2 separate regions of the Gossypium hirsutum genome follow, and region 2 is linked to region 1. Evidence: chromatin contacts called from public Hi-C data. All regions are on one chromosome and are shown on one strand. The core of a region is the stretch at or near the end of the contact, and the rest is flanking DNA. Distances in the headings are between cores, read along the strand shown.

What was found. A called contact is a pair of places that touch in the nucleus more often than the background predicts.
Region 2: a Hi-C map of leaf shows a contact between it and region 1, with 2.1 times the contacts expected there. The contact joins the promoter of LOC121212455 here to the enhancer-like site in region 1. A contact is called at or near these places in 4 of 34 Hi-C or Micro-C datasets (anther and leaf).

Annotation. Positions count from the first base shown.
Region 1 is chrA13:87,923,572-87,928,496 of Gossypium_hirsutum_v2.1, forward strand. No RefSeq gene overlaps it. Among protein-coding and RNA genes, the nearest start is that of LOC121212431, 52 kb to the left of the region's middle. Within about 2 kb of position 2,955, at least 2 of the 9 cell types and tissues checked have an H3K27ac peak or open chromatin away from gene starts, as enhancers often do. A contact at or near this core is called in leaf, where this site is marked.
Region 2 is chrA13:88,062,458-88,067,267 of Gossypium_hirsutum_v2.1, forward strand. LOC121212455 (auxin-responsive protein SAUR71) reads left to right here and starts at 2,417. Exons shown (of 1, transcript XM_041085168.1): 1 at 2,417-3,319. The coding sequence starts at 2,626. The coding sequence ends at 3,057.

The DNA of each region.
Region 1 (4,925 bases), core at 1,705-4,204:
TGGAATTAGCCCTTCCGTCAAAAACACACGGATCCTAAGCGGGTATGGGTCGGGTCAGACCGGGTCGCATCAAAAAGACGTCGTTTTGGGGTTAAAGGGCAGCCCCCAAAACGACGTTGTTTTGGGAGGCTATAAAAAAGCCAATTTTTTTAAAAAAATTCATTTGCAGCACCAAAAAGAAAAAAAAAGAGCGAGGGGAGGGGGAGAGGGGAGATTTCCGGCCGTATGGTCGGTCACCATCTGGTCATCGGACTGTCGCCGGCGCCGGCCACCGTGAAAAAGGTAAAATTTTTTTTGTATTATGTTTTTTATATATTTATAATGTAAATATGCATACAAATCAATAGATAAAAAATAAAAAAAAAAAAGAAAAGAAAACCAAAATCACCTTGGGTATTTGCCTCTTGATTTTTTGATTTCTGATTTTGGATCGTTTTTTTTGTTGTTTGGATGATATTCTCTTGATCTTTGTGATGTTTGAATCATGATTTATGAATATTTGTTGTTGTATTTTGAAACTATTTATCTTTTTCTATTAATGTAAAAAAAAACCCATTTCAATCGTCTTTTCATTCGGCTTTTAATGGTTGCAGGTGCAGAGGCGGTGGAGGTAGAGGTAACCCGAGTTGGTGGCCAATGCTGCAGTGGGCAGGTGGTGGCAGAGGCAAGTGGGGAGGCTAGAGTTAGGGTTTAGTTGAGAAAAGTTTAGGTTGTGGACTAAGTTTTTTTAAAAAAATTTTGGATTTGGGTAGTTGGACTTCTGAATTAGGTTTGGATTGTATTGGGTTGTTGGGTTAATTTAGATGGGTATTTGGGGTTAGAATGCAATGGGCTAATGGGTATTGGGTTTGTTTTGGGTTGATTTGGTCTGGGCTAAAATTGACCTGTAACAATGTGTTAATTAAAATATATATTTTTTTATTAATATTTTAATAAAAATATAAATATATATTAACGAAATAATTTAATGTGAGGCAAAACTATTAAAAACCTCCGTGTTTCTTATATATATAGAAGGCATTTTATTTCCTTCATTTTCATGTGTAATGAGGTAGTTAGAAAAAATATATTAAAAACTTTTTCTTTCTTTTCTTTTTTCTTGCTTCATTTGGTTGTCTTTTAGGTCAGTCAATTTTAGTTTAAGTTTATTATGCATTTAAAAAAAATAACCAATTTTGATTTAAGTTCATCATGCATTTATATTTTTATAACTATGGCTAATCTATTTAAAATTTTCAAATTCAGTTTTAAAAAAATTAACCAATTTTGATTTGGGTTTATCATGCATTTATATTTTTATAACTATGGCTATTTTTAATCTATTTTGTGTAAATTATATGTGAATTTTCAATCAATATTTTTTTAATTTAAATTTTATCACATATATATAGACACTATCTAAATTTATATCATTGTGGTTCCACTCTTATAATTTTTTTAAGAAAATATAAATTATGAATTTATAATCTGTGTGAAATTTCTTGACTTCCCACTTAAATATTGGTTCCAAAATTCTCATTCTCTCTAGCTGAAAGCATCATAGCTCAATTTCCTCTTCCTTTTCTAATTGGGTAGGCACACTGTCAACATGAATATTATTTGATTTGTAATACGAGATATGATTTTTTTCCTTACACTTGTTTGGGGATTTGAACGTGTCAAATGCGAGAAACTCCCAAGTGATCTAATTGGACCAAAAAATGATTTATTGGTTTTTTGTCTTATCTGGGGAAAAATGACATTTCCAAGATAATACCAATGTCTTACTTGTTTAATACTCTAACCAAAGAAAGTAATATATAACTATTACATTCTTTTCAATTCACCTAACAAATAATGGGCTATTTATTGCTTAAGTTAGTACACTAACTTTTTCCCTTTAACATATTATCTTAGTAACCAGATAAAAAAATTTATAATCTAAATGAAGTATGTATATGATATCCATGTTGCAATCTATTGGCGGAATATTTATCTACCCATAAATAAATTAATTTGTAAACATCATTGTAAAAATATATATATATGCATTTAATTAAAAAAGAAAAAAAGTAATGCCTAACGTGTATTAAACATTGTAATAGTGTGTGTTTTTTCTCCATTATGACCAGACATAGAGTGAAAAATATTAATAAAATAATTAAGATAAATATATTCATTTAATTGATTGAAAAAAGTAGAGAAAATTAAGTTAATGATACATGTTGAATAATTAAAAGTCTTATCAACTGTAGATTTTATAAGAACTATACTGAAAATATTTGAAGGCATAAAATATAATTTTTCGCTTTTTTTTAATGAAAACCTGTGAAGCATTCAAATTTCCATATCCCAAATATTTAATACCGAAATAAAAATTAAAAGTTATTTGGCACTCTAGCTTTAGAAAAAAAAATTATTTTAATACTTTATTTAATTTTTTTGTATTTTTTATCCTTTAAATTAGCGTTATTTATCAAATCACTCTAAAATGAATTGAAAAAAAATTAATGTTTGTTAATTTTGCTAATGTGGCATCTATATGTATGCCACATCAGCAATTAATTAATTTTTTAAATTAAAAAATAAATTATAATTTTAAAAAAATTAAAAATCATTAATATTATTAAAAATTATAAAAATATCAAAAATATTTTTTAAAAATTTTAAAAAATAATTAATTGCTTAGTAGCATACACATGAATGCTACGTCAGCAAAGCTAACAAGCGTTAACTTTTCTATTCATTTTGAGATAATTTAATAAATAATGCAAGTTAAAGAGTTAAAAGAGAGAAAAATAAAATAGAGGACTAAAATGAAAATTTGTAAAGTTAAAGGGCCAAATAATTCAATATGCCAATTAAAAGGGGGGGGGTGGTGGAATTGAATTCATTTTGACTTCAACGCTTATAGTCATAGAACTGCTAACCATATCTGTGAGAAAATCCAGAAAAGCATGCTGATTGCTGAGCAGTCTTTCACAGCCTCCATAACCCCAAGTGGAGGGCACCACCTTCTTCCTAACTTTATCCAAGACTGACCACACTTCCCCTAATTAATGATACCATTTCTACGTCAACATTTACACATTTGTGGGCCATTTTTAAACAACGAATTGTTGCCTTTGTTTTCCAAATTAATAATTACTCAACAATTCTGTCCGTGATGGGGCATAGTACGGTTTCCCCGACTCAATTAACTATATTTTTCTGATCACTGAACTATCAAGACTTGCCCTACAACTTTGTCCTATAGTTTATTCCTTCGCATTGGATTTTTTTCCTTTCGTGGTCGGTGGGGTGATTGGGAGTTGTTAACCACATTTTCACTACCGCGTTAGAAAAACAAATTGAAGATGAGATTTGCATTATATGAGAATGTTGAAAACATGTAACTGAGTGAGTTGGTGAAATTTTATGTTTAATGCTGATTCCTCTTGCACTCTCCATCCAACAAGTCACGGTCTATGAGGCAAGAGACGGTGTCTGCTCAAATTATGGATACGACATTCAGATTGCCAGCCCCTTGATGTTCTAGGCCAAGTATCAGTTCCGCATTGCGCACATTCCAAAGTTACCGTAGATCAAGAAACTCGTAAAAGCTTCATGATCCATGATGCACAAAGTTCACTCCATCCAATCAATGCACTTGGAAACATTACACAAGAACAAATCATTATTAATATCTCCAAGTTGCAAAGTCTCTCGAGACATTGGGCAATCCCTAAGTGCATTCACCATAATCTCACTAGGAGCACCACACCGCTGACACCCATGGTCATTAGACATTGTAGAAGTGATCCTTACCGTTGTTGGAATGAACTCGCGCGTGTCTAAGTCTCCTCCCAAAGAGTTTGATTATTTTGACAAATTCTTCTATTTACTAATAGATTTTCGCAATAATCCGTATGACATAAATTCATCAGACCGTAATAAAAATTAATTATAACCTATCTTAATAAAGTATATACCAGTTATATAATAATTCTAAATCACTACATCGTCATGTTGAAACACAATATTAAATGAGTTACTATAAATTAATTTATTATATTTTTACTATAATCTAAATTGAATATTTTTTAATATTAAAATAATAATTTAGCATTGTGGTAATAATATAATACCACATGAAAATGAGAACACTTTACATTTGAATAATTATAATTTTTTTCATAATTTAATCTTAATTATTTCATAATACTAACTAATTTATATATTCCATGCATTCCATATATCAAAAAATAATTACTTAATAAATTATTTTAATATTTTATTATCATTTAAGTTCATATGTTTCGTAATAATATTAATAAAATTAAATATAATTTAAATACATAATTTTTACTTTACAATATCATGTTTATAATAGACATTTTATTTTTTCAAATATATTATTTGATAACAATGATAAAAACTGTCAAACTTTTTCAAAGTACTTTTTCACAATATTTTTCAAAAATACTTTTTAACCTCAATGATAAATTAGCATTAACTTGTGCATTCATAAATGCCACCTATTGTGAGGCAATGGCCTCTCATCCAAATTTATCATACCTCAACTATTCTCCCCAAATTCCCGCAGGATCCCCATTATTAATCTCCCAAAAGATTAGACCAGACAAAGCATTCAAAGCCGACAATATATTAGTCCAAATTAACAACTAAAGGCTTCTCCACTCTCTTAGGTTAGAATACAAGGTATGCTTATTATGAAGTAGTAGTCTCCACATTTGTTTTTCTAAGAGAGTAAGGTCAAAGAGCCATACATATCGAAAGCTAAGGCTCTCATACCTTTCGGCATTCTAACTGTGTCTTGAGCTAACATTCTCCACTCATGGTCTTCGTTTTTCTCTACCCACTAAAATCTACAAATAACAACAATTATAGCATTAGTAACCGAATTAGGGAGTAAGAACACACTTTTTTACATAAGTGGGTTATGC
Region 2 (4,810 bases), core at 1,167-3,666, 140 kb after region 1:
TTCAAAAATCCCGTTTTTACCAATTTTCATTTGGCTTTATAGCCTGTTTTTACAATGTTTTCTATTATTTTTCCTATCTTTTCATCTTAAACTCCTTGCAGATGCAGAGGGATGGTAGAGACATGACCGGTGGAGCGGCGAAGCAGGCTTTTGGCAGAGGGTAGGTGGCCGAAGGTCAAGGGGCGGTTAAGGGTGAAGACCCTAGGTGCGGTGCACCTAGGGTTTGGTTGCTGATTAGGGTTAGGTGTTTTGCTAGGGGTTTGGGCTTAAGTTTAGGTTAGTGGGTATGGGTTAGATAATTGGGTTAAGGTTGGGCTGATATTGTATTTGGGTTTGATGGGTTAAGGTTGATGGGTTAGAGTAGTAAATGCGTTGAGGTTGGGTTAATGTTTTGTTGTATTGGGTCCAAAATTGGCCTAAACAGTTAGAATGGTAGTTCTTGATCCTTGGGAGGTACTAAATAAATGACTACCTGAATTGGGGTTTTGAACATAAAGATTCCATTGACCTAAAAAAAATAGGCCTAACCCTTGGGGATGCGGTGATACATCTAAGAAATTATTCCATCAAACATATCCCCCCCAAGATCTAGGAGTAGCGACATAGACTAAATGCTATGTCCAAGCCAAGGAACTTACTTCGAATAGTCCTGACAAATGATGATTAAGACGAGATTCGGCGTTTTTGAACCACAAACCGCTCAGTTTCCATTTTGGTTGTAGGTGTAACCAACCTGCTATTAAGGATAGAGCAGAAAGAAATAATAGAAAAAAAGGCTCCAGTATAAAGATCTTCATTAATACGTAACCCGATTGTATACCATCATTGATAAACACAAGAGTAAGCGATATTCATTGGACCAGGAGTGCCCCTTCTAGTAAAAGTTTCCGCCACTGGTTGACCAAAATAAGAATCCCAAATTGCATGAGCAATCGACTTTACATGTAAAGGATCCTATATCCATGCCTCAAAATTTCCCTGCCAAGGTACATGAAACAGATTTTCGGAAGTCCACAGAAAAATTATTGCTAATTGCCCGAAGTGAGAAACAAAAATATTCTAATAAATACATTCCTCAATAATATCATCATGACTCTCGAAGTCATGCGCGATATTAATACCAAACCAAATACGACGATTAATGGGGTCCTGAGCTAATCATTGGCTAAACCTTGGAAATCTTAATGCCATAATGCCTTTCAAATCCTCCTAGATATTATCCTACTATAATAATTCTTGTTAAGAAGAATGCCCATGTTATGGCAATTCCACCCAGAAGGTAATGGGTTACCCTTACAGCACGTCCTTGTACAATGCTCAAGGCTCTAGACTGAGTAGCAGGAGCAACTTTTAATTTATTATGAGGCCAAACGATGGATTCAATATGTTCTTGCCAATAACCACATCCGCTGAATAGAAACATTAAACTAAAAACCCATACAAAATGAGCACCTAAGTAAAGAAGGCCATATGCAGATAATGAAGAACCATAAGACTAAATTACTTGGGATGCTTGTGCCCATAAGAAATATCGTAGCCATCCATTAATAGAAATAGAACTCTGCCCAAAATTTCCTCCTGTGATATGAGTTACCACCCCTTGATCACTTATAGTACCCCAAACATCTGACTGCATTTTCCAACTGAAATGGAATATTACTACTGAAATTGAATTGTACATCCAGAATAGTCCTAAAAAGACATGATCCCAAACGGTTACTTGACATGTCCCCCCTATTCCAAGCCCATCACAAGGGAAACGAAAATCGAGATTTACTTTATCCAGTACCAAATGCAAGCTGAGAGCAAATAGAACACCTTTCAGGAGTGTCAATACCGTCATATGAATCGTAAATGCATGAATGTGATGGACCAAAAAATCTGCGGTTCCTAATGGAATAGGTAACAAAGCAACTTTGCCACTTACTGCCACTAAATCACTGCCTCCCCAAGTTAAACTGGTGCTCGCTATTGCACTAGGTGCTGAAGTATGGGTGTTATATATGCAAAGTAATAATTTTTAAAAAAATAATTATACGATGAGATTTTAAGTTGAGAATGTATCAAAATTTTAAATTATAAGTGAAATTTTGGCATTCATATCAAATTTCTTTTACATAAATTAGTCGTTAATAATTTTCTTTCTTATGTTTTAGGATTAATTTAATATTATTGGTTAAAACTTTTATTATTATAAAAAGATGAAAAACATTTTTCAAAAGGCAAACATTCATAGTAGATCACCATCGTAGTTTCTATAATCAAACTAAAAAATGTATAAATTTAATATAAGATAAAAAGTAAATTCAAATAAAAAATGAAAGAAAGTAAAATAAAATAATGAGAGTAATAGTACCTGGCAAGTACTCCTAGTTGTACCCTTCTTTCTCTCTCATCAGCATGTCATCACTATCCTTTGTTTAATTCTCTCTTTCCTCCTCTTTATATATTGCGCCCCTCACTCTCCTTCCTCCCTACTCTCTCCCTCTCGTCTCTTCTCTTCTTCAACCAAAACTAAACAGCGACGAGGACTCCACAACCACGATTGGTACTAACTAATTGCTTCACCTTCACACTCGAAGATTCCACTTCTTTTCTTTTCTTTTCTTTTTCATAAAACGCCAAATGAAACAACTCATCCGCCGTTTCTCCCGCGTTGCCGATTCTTCCTCCCAATACAGGCTCCTCCGTTCCGACACCTCCAACAGAGAACGCGCCACCCCCACGCGTTCAGCCGAATCATTCCTCATCGCTGTCTCCTCGGTGAAAAAGCCGGGACGGCGGTCGGTTCCCCAAGGCCATGTGCCGGTGTATGTGGGGGAGGAAATGGAACGATTCGTTGTGAACGCCGAGTTGCTGAACCACCCGGTTTTCGTTGGGTTGCTTAATAAGTCGGCTCAGGAGTATGGGTATGAGCAAAAAGGGGTGCTTCGTATTCCCTGTCACGTGCTAGTTTTCGAACGGGTAATGGAAGCCTTGAGACTTGGGGTTGAGTCACGTGACCTTCAAGATCTGCTTCGTTCTTTCTCCGACGACTGTTGTTTTCTCGATTTCTAGGAGGAATAGAAAGGACATTTAAAACGCCGTCGTTTCCGCTTGTGTAAATATATATAGAAAGGTTAAAAGGAAGAAAACTGAAGAAATTTTTAGGGTTTTCTTTTTTTTTCTTTTTTTTTTGTAGTCCTTCCCTGTAAAGAGGACTGCACAGAAATGGAGAAATTGCCTTTTCCCCCTATATATTTGATTTAATTTCTTTTTCTTTGTTTAGAAATTCATTCTGAAAGGAAAGCCGAATGTGAGACAAGGTAAAGTTTGAGACTCTGACAGCTATCATTCATGTGCTTAGCGGTTATATAATGCAAAAATTTTTCTGTTTGTTTTGAAGGAAAAGTGAAAGGGAAAATTAGCAAATTTGAATTACAAAAACAATATTTTTAATTTCCTTTGATGCTTGGAAAATCACGAATAACCCCAAAAGAGGTTCTTGGTTCCATTCATTGTGAGGTTTTCCTGCACTTCACAAAATATAAATTATAGTCTTTCTTTTCTTTTATTTTTTTCAAAGAATTATACTCTTTATAGACAGTATAATTGGGATAATAATATAGGTTGAAAATCACAAACAAGAACAAAACAATAGGGGGCAGATCTCAAATTTGGCGAAACATTCGGTGATTATTGTCTACTCCAATGTATTCTGTGACGGTGGCTTGGGATCACAATGGAATGGAGGTAGGGGTAAAGAATTGTTGTTGGATAAAATGACTGATTTTCATTAATAGATTATATAATTAGAAGATAAACTAAACAATCATCATAGCACTTGTAATTAAGGAGTAGGGAATTGTTTTATTATATTAAAAACAGTGCTTCATGTCATTTTATTTCATTTATCATTTTTTAATTTAATAGTATGATATAATTATGTGATATTAAATTTCACAATTACTTTCACATTCATCAAATTCAAACTCTAAATACTGATTTAATCCTATAATTATTTAATTTAATATTATAAAAGGATATATCTATAATTTTGTTCATCAACATAAACTCGGTTTACATTATTCTTTAAATATACAACATATTCATACATATATGATGTTAGTATATAAATTTAGTACATATTAGAAATTAGCAGAGTCACCATCTGGAGAACTTTTTTTAAAAAATCATTAATATCAAATATAAGAGTTATTTTGGTGGTTTAAAATTTTAATTAAAAAGATACGTCTACTTTTTTTTTAAATAATTTATTTTTTTAAAATTTTAAATAAATTTGATAGGTTAAAAAGTTTTGGTTAAAAATATATAATTAGTTTTTAAAAGAAAAAAATTGATAAAAGACTTAATTATTTGTATATGCTTTCATTTTATAAATATTTTATTATTATTATTATTGAGTTAACTCATGATACTAAGTCAATCAAATATTTTATTGTAGTACAGATATTAAACAGGGTGTTAATAAGGGAATAGAGGTATCCAGGGGCCGGTCCCAACCAAAATCTTAGGCCGTTTGCTAGGCTCGGCCCAAAAAATAAGCTTAAAATTTTACTCAAGTCCTGTCGAATAAAAACTCTAAAACCAGGGCCTGACCCGTAATAAATTTTTTATATAATTTTTTTCAAAAATATAATACATCAAAAATACTAAACAACATTAAAATAAATGTTTCCCAACAACTTGAAAATAAATTAAAAAAATATGTATACTTAAACAACACTAAGATAGATGCAACTTAACAAACAAATGCCTCTAAAATATTAAAAAAATTAACAATAAAACAAGAATTATACAAAGTCTAAAT